Regions from separate parts of the Zea mays genome. Here region 1 is linked to region 2. A link is a contact called in public Hi-C data. All regions are on one chromosome and are shown on one strand. The core of a region is the stretch at or near the end of the contact, and the rest is flanking DNA. Distances in the headings are between cores, read along the strand shown.

What was found. A called contact is a pair of places that touch in the nucleus more often than the background predicts.
Region 1: a contact with region 2 is called in a Hi-C map of ear, with 3 times the contacts expected there. The contact joins the promoter of LOC732743 here to the promoter of LOC103638522 in region 2. A contact is called at or near these places in 4 of 25 Hi-C or Micro-C datasets (ear, leaf and tassel).

What each region holds. Positions count from the first base shown.
Region 1 is chr9:66,108,569-66,116,088 of Zm-B73-REFERENCE-NAM-5.0, forward strand. LOC732743 (spermine synthase1) reads left to right here and starts at 2,072. Exons shown (of 12, transcript NM_001112372.2): 1 at 2,072-2,110; 2 at 3,034-3,251; 3 at 3,402-3,446; 4 at 3,731-3,807; 5 at 3,894-4,016; 6 at 4,178-4,282; 7 at 4,371-4,443; 8 at 4,589-4,660; 9 at 5,009-5,204; 10 at 5,860-5,989; 11 at 6,285-6,368; 12 at 6,541-6,889. The coding sequence starts at 3,065. The coding sequence ends at 6,618.
Region 2 is chr9:65,341,899-65,349,123 of Zm-B73-REFERENCE-NAM-5.0, forward strand. LOC103638522 (DEAD-box ATP-dependent RNA helicase 31) reads right to left here and starts at 5,968. Exons shown (of 11, transcript XR_558851.3): 1 at 4,502-5,968.

The sequences.
Region 1 (7,520 bases), core at 822-3,321, 760 kb after region 2:
CCCTGGGCCTAGACCATGTTTCAGTAGGCAGAGCTGGACTGGAACTGACCCTTGGATTGTTGCTTTAATTCCTTAGCGTTTGAACAACATCTCTTGCCATTTTTACTAAAATCAAGTACTTAAGGACTGACTGCATCACTAAGTGGCCAACCAGGTGAATGGTTGGTTCACAATGTTTGGGCCCATAGAAATAAAATCATGTCTATTTGTAACAAGTTGTCTCTTTGCAGGTTGTTGTGAAACATTATTTGCTGCATAAGCTATTTTGTTGCTTATTGGCTTTGCAGGTGGCTATGAAACATTATCTACATAAGTTGGTCTTGTTGGTTCGATAAAGCTAGCAGCCTTCCTGCCATCTGCATTTGTAAGACTGCCTGCACAAGCTGCTTTGCCTGTTGAAACAGATTCATTAGCCAAACCAGTTGTAAGAGAAAGACTTAGTTCTGGAAAAGAGCTTCTGGACAAAGGATTATCCGCATACTCAAAAAAGTAGATGACATATGTCGAAGATGACTTTGTGTCATACTCAAAAAAGCAGATGACATATGCGGAAGATGACTTTGCGCTAGGTACCTGGTAGGGTTGGCGAATAGGCATAGAACTAGGATCATTGTAAGACAACAAAGTGGAAGTCTGATATTTTTCCTTCATGTTTGCGTTTAGCAATGATTTTGGAACTGGGAAGATTGGTTCGCTGCTAGACCCACAAAACATGTTCATCCTTTGATAACTCGCCATGTCTTTTTTTCTTGTGTTTTTGGGTACTGACAGATAGCAAACACTGAACTTATAGATGACTAGCTTTTGGTAGCTCTAGGACACGAGATTCTTGAACGGGTCGATAAATTTGAAGACTTTGATTTGATATTGCTTCCTAGCTTTGAACTAGAGAGGTGCTTGTGGTTGGCTAAAGAAGATAGCATCATATATCTATCTCCCTTTGAGGTTGGTGTCTGTCGATTTGTCGTGAGGAGAAACTAGGTTCTCAGATGATGAAGGTAGGTTATTCTCACACATATTGCTATTAATGCATTGTTCAATATTAATTAATATTGCTATTAATGCATTGTTCAATACTAATTATTGTGGGTTACCTGTTACTTCAAATACAATCCATCAAGTGCCTCTCGTATTACACCTTTTTTAGTGAGCTGTTACTATCAAGTTTCAAATTACATTTTTTATGACACAAGTTATAGTCAGCTGCTTCACATCCAATGCACATATAACAATTATTGTATTTAATTTAGATTGCTTCTTGCAATATTAGTGGTTTCATACAAAGGCAGGGCTAATTTTTTAGGAAAATTCACATGATATAATTTAGATTACCTCATGTGCATAAGTAGAGATTACCTCACTTATAAGAAGCTTCTCTTGATACTTATTGTTCAGGTAAGGAGAACGTATTTTGCACTAATCTTTGAGAACACAAAGCATGAACTTGGTGCAACTGCTGCAAGTCATTAGTCATGGTCCGGACACATAGATAGTTTGTCTAGAATATATCATGTATAATTGAAAACAAATAGGATAGATTCAGTGTCGGAGGTTCTCACATGAGTAAGGCCTAAAGAAGGGGACTGATTAATACTAATTACAACATTCTAATTCTACTGTTTGTATTTTTAGAAAATCTCGACATTCTAAATTAAAATTATGGCCCTTAGTCTAGAGCCAGTGGATTAGATTTTGCAGCTTGCAGCCTTGCACTGTGGGAATAACTGGATAGTAAGCATTTTGCCATGGTGATGTTTTTGTGTTTTATACTAATTTTTAACTCACGTGGCAACGCACGGGCACACACCTAGTTACATATACAGGGCATGTTCAGCTACCAGTATAAACAGTCGTTGGTGCGCTGACAACACGGTGATCTGTGACAGGTAGCCCGTAGCCACTGCAGCAGCATCTCCAACGCCACGAATGGTGGCAAAAATAATTATATATAAAATAAAAGATGATAAAATGAAGAACGGCTAGCAGGTATGGCACGGTGAAAAGATTCCTGCTGCCACCTATTTAAGGGCCTCCCCACACGCTCATCAGTCATCACCCACTACCTCCATTCCGGTGCGCCATCGCTCTCGTCCTCGCCGATCGATCCAAGGTAAGCGAGACAAGGATCTGGAAGCTCCCGAAGTCTCGGCTGCGTGGCAAAGCGACCACGCCCACGTTCTTTTGCTTGTTTCTCATCCTCGTGCCTTGGAATTGTCCGTTGTTTTGTCGCCCAACTTTTCGGGTGGGGGGACGCCGTTCTGGTTTCCGTTTTGCGTCGCTGGGTTTGCTAATCGCGGTCGCAGCTGCGGCTCGCCACTTCGCTCTCTCAAAACGCCAAAATATTATCTAAAACTGTTTGATTACCGTCGGGTGTCGGTGGAGCTGCGGCAATAAAAAAAAAGAGGACCTATTCGCGTCCTATATCTGCAAAGGAATTGCTGGAAAAGTTTCGCTGCTGCCTTCTCTTCTTTTTCTGCTGCGTACAAGAAACAGTCTTTGCTCGCGTCGTGGGTTCTTCCCCTGTTCGATTCACCGCGAGGTCTGCGACGGAGGTTTGCGTGCCTCCGATTGCTGCATCCGTTGCTGATCGAGGGTACTTGTTGTTGTTGTAGCCCTGCCTTTCTTATCTGATTCTTGTTGGGTGCTTTCCAAATTCCGACGTATAGTTGCTGATTGCACGGTTTCCTTTTCCCCTTCTTTTTTTTCTTGCAATTACTTAATTATATAAAATATTCTGTTCTCGTCCACGTGCCTTTTTTTTCAGTTTGGTGGTGCTCCTCCTACTTTATTCTATTCTATTCGTCTGGTGTAGGTGTAGCAACCTGTCACGCGTAGACATGCTGCTTTCTGTGCCTATCCAGATGGCTTTGAATCCTTCATTTCGATTCCGTGCGAAGCAGCACTGATAATGACGCTCAGTATGCATACGATTCGCTTGCTTTTGCTTCGACACGAAGCATCCCTGATAACTGACGCCCCTGCTTGTTTTCTGTGTCTGAAATTCTTCTGTTGCCTGACTTGTTGTTGAGCCAGAGACTGGGACCTTCAAAGAGCAATAGGACTCATGGAGGTTGGAGACGCAAGAAACGGTTCTGCAGCAGCGGCACTGACAAAGGGAGGTGCGGATGATGCCGCCCGCAAACCGCTCCCTCCTTGCTGCGTCAAGGCCAAGGCGCGGGTGCCTGAAACCGAGGCCAACTGCCATGATACTGTGGTTTCAGGGTGGTTCACGGAACCCAGATCGCGTTTTGGTACGTTCAGGATCCAGACTGGTAGCTAATGGGCTATGTGACCATCATTTGTTTGTGTCCGGCAACAATCAATACATACGGGAAATATATGTTCTTTCAGCAGTTCTGATATATATATATATATATAGTATCAAATTGATGTATGTGCAGGTAAAACAAGCAAAGTGCAGTACTTCAATAACCCGATGTGGCCTGGTATTTCTCTTGTTTCTGAAAAACAATAATAGAAATTTGCCATGTTTTTTTTCTTCCAACATCTTCAGGTTCACATTGTATGATGATATAAAACTTGGTCACACTTACCTAGCTAATTTTGTCAATTTGATAACTTCAAAAGATTTGATATGCAAAACTGACTAGTGAAGACTTTCAATATTGGTGTACTTGTGTATGTCAAAACTATTTTCCCCCTAAAAGGCTTTAATGGTCCTACATATTCAGGAATCAGGAGTTTGATCAACATCTTTTATTATTTACAGGAGAGGCCCATTCATTGAAAGTGGAGAAGATCTTGTTTCAAGGGAAATCGCCTTACCAAGAAATTTTAGTTTTTGAGGTTATTTTTTTATCTGCGAAATCTGCACGTGAAAACCCGAACTCGTCAATCATTGTACTAAGTAGCACTTTCATTTCTGTTCGCAGTCTTCAACCTATGGAAATGTTCTTGTGCTTGATGGTATAGTTCAGTTGACTGACAAGGATGAATGCGCATACCAGGAAATGGTTACTCACCTTCCACTGTGCTCAATTCCTGCACCGAAGAATGTATGTTTCTTGACCTTTTCTTTTCTGATAACAGTGAAATGGCTGCTACTTTGCTACCGAACAAATTGAATTGAAGGATGTTCTCCCCACCTTACGTCTTCTAATGAGTAGTAACTTTATGGGCAGTTAGCCTTATGATATAAGCCTACTGACTGATGCAGGTTTTGGTTGTTGGAGGTGGTGATGGTGGTGTACTGCGCGAAATAGCCAGACATGATTCAGTGGAAACTATTGATATATGTGAGATTGATCAACTAGTTATTGATGTAAGAATGATCACTCTACCTATGCTCAAAATTCAATGTATAATAGTGTGAATATATTTTTTATGACTTTTCTCTCCAAACTATGCAGGTTTCCAAAGAATTCTTTCCAAACTTATCCATTGGATTCAAAGATCCTCGTGTCCGACTTCATGTTGGTGATGGTATGTTCAAAAGCTGGTACCTGGTGGTACTTTATATGACTGTGACAGGCTGTAGGATATGCCACTATTGTTTATAGCCTCAGGCACTTTGTTTCTGCTGGTCTTGATCTCTTATAGTTCATAGTATACTTGCTATTTTTTGCAGCTGTTGATTTCCTGAGGAATTCTCCCGAAGGAAAATATGATGCTATTATTGTAGATTCATCAGATCCAATTGGTGGGTACTTGCTATAAGAAGTATAGAACTCTCTTGTATATTTTTTATCACTTCATTCACATGCCATTATCGATTAGGTTGCTTCTTGTTGATTTATTTTTCATCCTGTTATCTGCAATAGCTGGTTTAGTATGCATGGACACATTTGGAATGCAATGTTTCATATGAAATTGTTCATTTACATGTGAGGGAACTTATTGTGCTGGTTCCAAACATAACCTCGATATACCTAGTTGATTTACATCTGTCTGTTTTTTTTTTGGAAAATTAATGTGTTTGTATGTTTCACTTAATTGATACCTTTTATTTGCACACTGTTTTAAATTCTTTTCATACTAATTATTACAGGGCCAGCACAGGCACTCGTGGAGAAACCGTTTATTCAGACAATTGCTAGAGCTTTGAAGCCTGGTGGTGTTCTTTGTAATCTTGCTGAGAGCATGTGGCTGCACACACATCTAATCCAGGATATGCTTGCTATCTGTCGACAGACATTCAAAGGTGCTGTGCACTATGCCTGGACAAGTGTTCCAACATATCCCAGGTATTATGCACTAATATTTTTCCAATTCTCTGCATGTGCATTTTTTTCTCTTTAGTAATTTTCTGAGTTGTCCCCAGGCCGGCCCATATGGGAGCCTACACTGGGTCTGCCCTTTTTTAAAGTAGTTTTCCGAGTTATCTTCTAAAGGCAATTTTTTTGACATATTTGGTTAGAAGGCATATTGGGCTCAGAGTCAAAACATTGTATATCTCTTTATGTACCATTGGACAGTTGGATCACCAGCGAAGCACGAGATAAAATATCATTTATGTTTGGGATATGATATTATACGCTCGTAACCTTGTGAAGTTCCTAATCCTAAGTTTTGCTCGTACAGCACAGAGAGTAGGCAAAGCATCTTGTAATTTTTTGTAAGAAAAAAAGCATCCTGTGATTGAAATGACTAGAGATTGGACTCATTGGCAAGTATGTGAATGGATGAGGTGAACCTGTAATGGTCTGCTGTCCAAGTATGCTTTGAAATATTTGCTGGTCACTTTTTTACCGAACACGCGAGATTAATAAGAAGATTTGCTGGCCACATTTTGATAGAAAAAATTTCAATTATCTGTTTTTGTTCAATGTTTGGAGAGATATTTTTTGTGTCGACTTTTGCAAAATTTTCAGCTAATCAAGTAGCTATTTGGATTTCCAGTGGTGTCATTGGATTTTTGCTATGTGCAAAAGAAGGTCGTGCAGTGAACTTCTTGACTCCTGCGAATCCAATTGAGAAAATAGAAGGAGCAGCAAAAGCTGGAAGGGAACTCAGATTTTACAATTCCGAGGTTTGTTTAGTTTATTTCATTGTCCTTGCTACTTGTCTTTGTGAAAATCCTAGTCCACAATTACCTGGGAAATTGACCTACACACCACAGTAATTTATTAAAATTATACAGGCATTTCGTTCATATTTTTTGTCACAACACCCCCCAAAAATGACTACTGACTCATCATTTCTCTTGTTCAAGAAGCTCTTACCATAATGGAGTACTTGTGATCATAGTGGTCTTCTGTTGTTTTTTGGTTTGAAGATATTGTGCCTGACATCAGATTTCTATTTGAATTTTCCTTGTTTCACAGATCCATAGGGCTGCTTTTGTTCTGCCAACATTTGTAAGAAGAGAACTGGAAGCATATACCACTCCTATTAGTTCTGCTGAAAACGTGAGTTGTTTGTTAGTTACTCTATTGATGGTGTGGTTAGTCTTTATGTCCATGCATTTTGTTCTGCCAACATTTATAAGAAGAGAACTGGAAACATATACCACTCCCTTTTTTTTTGCAATTGCTACTGCAGTGCTAACCTTTGCCTCTATTTTCATATGCATCATGACAGGAGAAACCGAAAGAATCAGTGTCAGAACCGCAGAAGATAAAGATATTGTCAAACAACGCCATTCTTACAGCTTCCTAGCCCTGAGCCGTACTCAATCTTGCTCGGTATAGTTGTATTCTCACAGAATAAATCAGTCACTGGCTTTTGCTGACACCGCACGAGCAGCTTTAGTATAGAATGATGATCGATTGAATAAGAGGGTGGATATTGAACTGATGTAATGCCTCTGCCGAAACAATATGTCTCCCTATCTTGTTAGGCGTGTTGTGTGTTGTGCACGATTTCAGCTGTAGCTTGTAAATTGTACGACCCGTTGATGTAATGTATACCCTGCGTTTGTGCTGAGAAATCACTTCTTTTGCCCGTCTGCAGTAATAGGGATGAAAACGGTCGGTAATCACTAAAACCATTTTCGTTTTTATATTTTTTATCAGAAACGAAATCGAAAACGGTAACTTTAGAAATAGAAATGATATCGATATTTCGAAAATATCGGAAACGAATGTTCGGTAAAAAGTTAGTAAACATATCAATATAAAAATATCTCAAACGAAAGGGCTCCTCAAGCACTGCACCATGCTTTTCTCCGTCATCTGTTCGGAAAAGATCAATGTGCACCAAAACAACTTGCTGGGCAATGTTCAAGTATATAAGGCACATATTCATCATATGTTTGGTAGTGGTTAGAAAGGCACGTTTCAGGACAAGCACCTGGTGACCCTCGTTCAACGGTATTAGAAGGCTATTATTATTGTGATATTTTTTTAAGATTTGCAGGCTGTTATTATTGATTTTGTCGACCCATGTGAAATTCGATAGAACTTTGTATAGGAGACAATTTTTTTCCATCATTCTTTTAAGTTTGCAGATGCGACCGGGATGTGTCTGTTCTTTTGATAGCTTAACACAGCTGGGTTGGAATTGGACGCTCCAGCAAGCAGAGCGTTGCATAGCAGAAAAGTTGAACACTATTGCCTCCA
Region 2 (7,225 bases), core at 4,718-7,217:
CTCGCGACCACTGCATCACCCTCCAACCAGGCGCCCAGGCCGTCGCCGTGCGGCCGTACCGCTACCCAGCGACTCACAAGGACGAGTTGGAACGCCAGTGCACAACGATGCTCTCCCAAGGGCTCATCCGCCGAAGTTCCTCGGCATTCTCTTCACTCGTTCTATTGGTCAAGAAGCCTGAGGGCTCGTGGCGATTCTGCGTCGACTACCGCGCCCTGAACGCCATCACCGTCAAGGACGCCTTTCCCATTCCAGTCGTCGACGAGCTCCACGGCGCCAAGTTCTTCTCCAAGCTGGACCTCCGCTCGGGCTATCATCAAGTCCGCATGCGTCCCGACGACATCGCCAAAACGGCGTTCCGCACGCACGATGGGCTATATGAGTTCCTCGTCATGCCGTTCGGCCTGTGCAACGCTCCGGCGACATTCCAAGCACTCATGAACGACGTTCTGCGTCCCTTCCTCCGCCGGTTCGTACTGGTGTTTTTTGACGACATTTTGATCTACAGCTGCTCTTGGGCCGACTATCTCCGACACCTCCGAGTCGTGCTCACCGTGCTGCAACAACACCAGTTGTTCGTCAAGCGCTCCAAGTGTGCGTTTGGGGTGTCGTCCATCGCCTACCTCAGCCACGTCATCTCCGATACCGGCGTCGCCATGGATCCCGCCAAGGTGCAGGCGGTGGCCGACTGGCCCCAACCACGTTCCGCCCGCGCGGTCCGCGGGTCCTTGGGCCTTGCGGGCTATTACCGCAAGTTCGTCCACGACTACGGCGCCATCGCAGCACCCCTAACGGCGCTCCTGAAAAAGGAGGGGTTTCTCCTGGACTGAGGACGCGGCGGCGGCATTCACAGCCCTCAAGACCGCAGTCACCTCGGCCCCGGTCTTGGCGCTTCCGGATTTCACACGGCCTTTTGTTGTCGAGTGTGACGCCTCTACGCATGGATTCGGGGCGGTGCTGCTCCAAGACAAGCACCCCATAGCTTTCTTCAACCGCCCCGTCGCGCCACGCCATCGCTCCCTCGCTGCATATGAGCGAGAACTCATCGGGCTCGTGCACGCCATACGCCACTGGCGCCCATACCTGTGGGGACGGCGCTTCACGGTCCGGACAGACCACTACAGCTTGAAGTTCCTCCTCGACCAACGCCTCGCGACAATTCCGCAACATCATTGGGTCGGGAAACTTCTCGGTTTCGACTTCGAGGTGGAATACAAGCCGGGCGCCCAGAACACCGTCGCGGACGCGTTGTCCCGCCGGGACACACCTGACGGCGTAGTGCTCACCATCTCGGCCCCGCGTTTCGACTACATCGAACGGCTACGCCAGGCACACGCTCTCGACCCTGCCCTCGTCGCCATCCGGGATGAGCTGGCCGCGGGTACCCGTACAGCCCCATGGGGCCTCGTCGACGGGCTGGTCACCTATGATGGCCAGCTGTACATCCCTCCCACCTCGCCACTCCTCCTGGAGATCGTGGCCGCGGTGCACGGGGATGGACATGAGGGCATGCAGCGCACTCTCCACCGACTCCGACGCGACTTCCACTTCCCCGACATGCGTCGCGTCGTCCAGGACTTCGTCCGCGCCTGCCCTACGTGCCAACGCTTCAAGACGGAGCATCTGCAACCGGCTGGTCTTCTTCTTCCACTACCCGTGCCGACTGGAGTGTGGACTGACATCGGGCTGGACTTCATCGAGGCTCTGCCCCGGGTCAAAGGAAAATCCGTCATCCTAACGGTGGTGGATCGCTTCAGCAAGTACTGCCATTTCATCCCTTTAGCTCACTCGTACTCTTCTGAGTCTGTGGCACAGGCGTTCTTCACCGACATTGTACGCCTCCACGGGATGCCGCAATCCATGGTTTCCGATCGCGATCCGGTGTTCACCTCCACGTTCTGGAGGGAGCTGATGCGGCTCATGGGCGCCAAGCTACATATGACCACGGCATTCCATCCGCAGTCCGATGGACAGTCAGAGGCTGCCAACCGCGTCATCGCCATGTACCTACGTTGTTTCTCCGGCGACCAGCCGCGGGACTAGTTGCGGTGGCTGCCTTGGGCAGAATATACATACAACACCGCGTACCAGTCTTCTCTACAGGAGACACCATTTCGGGTGGTATACGGCCGCGACCCGCCCACCATCAGATCATATGAAGCAGGGGACACGCGCGTGGCTGCTGTGGCCCAAACAATGGCCGAACGTGAAGAATTCTTGGCCGACGTCCGTCACCGCCTAGAGCAGGCCCAGGCGATCCAGAAGCGCTACTACGACAAAGCTCACCGCCACGTCTCCTATGCCGTTGGGGACTGGGTGCTCCTCCGACTCCGTCAGCGGCCGGTGGCTTCCATTTCTCAGGCGCCGAAGAGCAAGCTTCAGCCCCGCTTCTTTGGGCCGTACCGCGTCACCGAGCTCATCAATGAGGTGGCAGTACGTCTCGAGTTGCCTCCACGCGCCAAGCTTCATGATGTGTTCCATGTCGGTCTCCTCAAGAAATGGGTGGGCAAGCCTCCCGCGACACCACCAACGTTACTCGTTGTTCATCATGGAGCCATCAACCCTGAGCCGGAACGTGCTGTGCGCACTCGCGTCGCTCGCGGGGTTCGACAGGTGCTCATCCGCTGGAAGGGAGAACCCGCAGCATCCTCCACATGGGAAGACCTCGACGCCTTCTCCGCCAAGTACCCAGCGTTCCAGCTCGAGGACGAGCTGGTGGTCGAGGGGGGGAGAGATGTCATGTACGGCATCCCCTACTCCAGGTGACGTCGCGCCCGCGACATACGCAGGGCAGCCGAGCATGCAGCACAGGAGGCGGCTGCCCAAACCAATTAGCCGCTAGGATTAAGGCAATAAAAGATATCTAGCCTATTATTTAGGAAGGGATTACTCCTTTCTGTTAGAAGTTATCTAGCCTATTATTTAGGAGGGGATTACCCTTTTCTGTTTCAGCCGTGGGCTATATATAGATGTAATCAGCACTTGAGAAAGGAAGAAAACAATTATCCATCTCTCTCTCTATCTCCTCTCAAGCCCAGCCGTCGTAAGGGGCATAACCTTCGGTCCTGGAAGACACGGCAGGAGACTACGAACTCCGTAGTCGAGGGCCGCCTAACCTTGATCACTACGCCCTTGACACCATCACTGCCAACGCCTCTTCTACCTTGAGGTGACCGCCGACGACAACAGGGTGGCTGAGGCGGAAGATCCCCCACCCCCGTAATCCTGCCTTCCAGCTCGAGGACGAGCTGTTTTTGGAGGCCGGGAGAGATGTTATGACCGACAGCCTAGCAGCTCTAATAAAATCAGTTAGTTTGTTTAGATGGATAAGTATCAGTTAGTTTGTTTAGATGGATATGGATAAGGAGTTTGTTTAGATAGATAAGGATTTGGTTTGTTAAGATATTAGATAAGGAAGGCTGCTATCTCAGCCCTATAAATGTACCCCTTCAATCAATGAAACATTAAGCAAGCAAATCATCTTGCTCGGCTTCCCCCTTTTCCTGTGTCTACTGTTCACCGTGGATATTGTTCATCCCGTGACCAGTACCACGCCCCTTCCAGCCAGCAGCCCTAACCCTAGGACAACGACGCCCAAACGTCGTGGTCCAGAGCCTCGCCCTTCTCACCACTCATACCTTCTTAGAAACCGCAGCTCCAACATTGATCAATCAGGAAAATTTTAGCAACAGTTTGCCAAGTCCTCCAAATTATGTTACAAAGACCAATTATCACAAAACTGTGCTAAGAAGTTCAAAGAAACCAAGGGTGTGTTCACAATAATAGCCTAAATGCCAAAATCATTAAACAATTTAACCTACAGTCTCGGTGAGGAATATAAACAAAGCAATATATCTCTGTATCTTTCCTCCACTGCTCTATCTTTAACAGGTTCGATCCCTTACCTATGGGAGTTACTATGAATTCAAAATATGCATTGTTTGTGAATTTCAAATAGCAGCTCCAGTGCCGCTAGATGCAAACCATAACTGAGATGACAGTTAAACTAAGTCATAGGACTCCTGAATAATCCTCAAAACTCTCACAGATTCTCCACAGCCTTAATGTCTTCAGATTCACTGGCTTTGGCTGACTGGAAATACATAGGTTTCTCATAACACTTCCACATCAGGTGAACCAGAATCTGTTACACTAATCAGAAACCCACCAAACAACACAAAAGGATAGGAGATGTTGCAGCCAAGTTGGAAGCAGAAGTAGAAGGTTCGAACAATAAAGTACTAGTGATAGCTGCCATGTTATTAATGCAGACAATGAGTCAAACATCATACAAGTTCACAAATCACAAGTAGATTACAGATAATTGGAAGTAATCATGAAGTACACTTGGCAATTAAGAAAAGATGATTATATGAACCACCATTTTTTCTCCTGTTTTCAATTGATGCATATCAATAATTGCCATCAAGAAAAGAACAAGTTATCTATCTACCTAAGAGAACCATAAATACTCTTCGCATCACTAAGAGTTAAGAGCTACCTCTTCTGGCTCAGATAAGAATCACCACCCCCAGCACTTCTGCCCTGTACACTTTCATTTTTAGCTGGCTCATCTTCGGGTAACATAGATGAGCCAGACTTATTACCTATTATATGTCCCACATCCTCCTTATCACCCTCGTCTTCAAAAAGATCATCTTCGAACCCCGATGGCTCATCTTCCTCATCAACTTCCCCCGCCTCATCATCATCCTCTGACAAGCCAAAGTCAATTTTTTTCAGACCCCTTGGCTGTCGGTGACCAAAGTCCGTATCGCTGCCCCTCCCACCCCGATGTGGTCCAACACTCTTCGCCATTTTGCCTCTCCTGCCACCTTGCTGCCTTACACTGTAACCATCAAACCCAACTGGACCAGCATCATCATCTTCATCGTCATCTAAATCGCTTCCTCTCCCTGTTCTCTGCAAAAGATCGGACGTCCTTCTCCTTCCGTCATCATAATCACCAAAATCATTGTAACTCCCTCCCTTTCGTGACAGACCCAAATCCCTCCTGCCCCGACCTCGGCCCAGCCCAACTGTGTTTTCCCTTCCCCCTTTCCTGCGACCATGATGCTGCTTTCCATCAAGATCCCCAAACCCAACCAAATCATCATCACTATCCTCATCGTCATCTAAATCACTCACCCTTCCTCTTCTGTGTGAGGATACAGACAGTTGACCACTGGCACCGTGTCTTCCCCTTGAAGACCCAAATCCAGTGTCACCATCATCTTGGTCAAAGTCACTGTACCTCCCTCCCCTTCTCGCCACACCTGAAGCCCTCCCTCGCTGGCTTCGCTGCTCCCTAGGAGACCTAAATGTGGCCTCCTCATCAAATCCATTCCCCCTCCCTCCTCTTCTCACGAACCCCGACGTCCTCTCACCCCGTCCCCGCCTTCCCCTGGAGGAACCAAAGCCGGAATCAGCATCATCCAGTCCACTACTAATCATCCTCCCCCTCTGCTCGAAGCCGCCGCGTCTGTCTCCACTGAACTCACCGCCGGCCGTACTTGACCTCGGGAACGAACCCCTGGAGTCCGACCCACCTCGGCCGCCCCTGGATGAGCCGACCGAGGACCTGCGGGTGGACGGCGCATCGCCTTCGTCTCCGCTGCTGAGACCGAGGTGGAACGAGTCAGTTTTGAGGTCGCTAATCCAGTCGCTGAGCTCCGCCTCGTCTTCCACAAGGCTCTTCGCGGCGCCGACCGAGGAACGGGCGCGGGAGGAGAAGAAGCACGGGGAGAAGGAACCAGCTGCGCCATTTCGGAGCGCAACGGAGTGGAGCAAGGGAAGGGGCTGCGCGCGCTGGGAGGCAGAGGAGGCGACCGCGCGGCGGAGGATAACGAAGAGGTGGTGGTGGCGCCGCATGGCGGCCGGCAGACGGTTTAGGGTTTAAGGATGAGAAAGTGGAATCGGGAAAAACAAATGTATGCAGCCATATACCCAAGAATTGGGATCCCGCCATCCCGGCCGGGGGTTTAGGCGGCGTCCTGTGAAACGTTCTGTACTCATGTAGAGTTTGCACTGGTATTCTACGCATCCAGCAATACACTCTAAACGATACTTTAAAATTTAGAGGACGCCGCACGCACTCTAGATGTAGAGACTTCCGAGCGTCCGGTATCCGGGCGAGGATTCGGGCTCCCGCGGTGGTGAAAAATCTGGACGCTCTGTTCTCCCGTCGCTGGCGACTTCGATCCCACTCAACGAGGGGGCTTGCGGCGCGGGTCATCGGAGGAGGCGGCCAAGCTGGGCTCGAAGAGGCCGTGCGCGGGCGGGTCCGGCGGCGGATCGCTCTCGGTGGCTAGAAGCAAGGAGGTGGCCGGCGAGGAGAGAAAGATCCAAGATTTGGGTGCAAGCGTCGGTGTTGGTCGACGTCGAACTGCCATCGCGAAGAGGCTGAGAAGGTTGACGGCGACGAAGAAGGTTGGTGCGGAGAAACGCAAGCGCAGCTCCTCGCCGCTATCGTCATCGTCTTCCATTCGCTCGGCTGCTCCAGATCCGAAGAGAACAAGGTACAAAGCTTGGCTTCTGATTGCAGATCCATTTTGGTTTTAGGGTTCTCGTACTTCATATGCTGCAAATCGTCCAGATCTAGGGTTTAGGGTTAAAGGGAACAATGAATCGATGGTTCTAGGATTCGTTGACCCCTTGGTTTATGTTGAGTAATGTTAATCAAAATTTCAACTGCCTATTGCGAATACTTGCTGGTTCTGAGCCTATTTACCATCATTTTACCAACTACCCGACGGTATACATGAAATTTTCAACTCAGTATTTTAACAGAACCATATCTTTTATGTAGACCATGGATTCGGAGAACGCAAAGCTCCAAAGAGCACTCGCTCATTTAATCAGAGTAGTGGAGCAGCGTTGTGCTGACATCATCGATGTCGTCCACGGTGCCTTCCAACCAGTTAGCACACCAGTCATCAATGAAATGAATTGTGCTTTAGTTCAGATCGAGGACCTCGCGAAGGACCTTGATCACCTTGTACTGAAAAAAGACTGGGAGATGGAGCACATGGACCGTTCAGAAATTGTTGAATCATCATAAATAGAGGATGAGCTTTTGATTGACTATGATTCAGAGTTGAACACTGATGATATCGTCGGCTACGACGACGGACGTGACTACTCTACCGACGACACATATCCCTACTAGATTACCATGCACCTAAATAAAGTGCTCGGTGCAACGAAATATGTTTTAGGTTTCTAG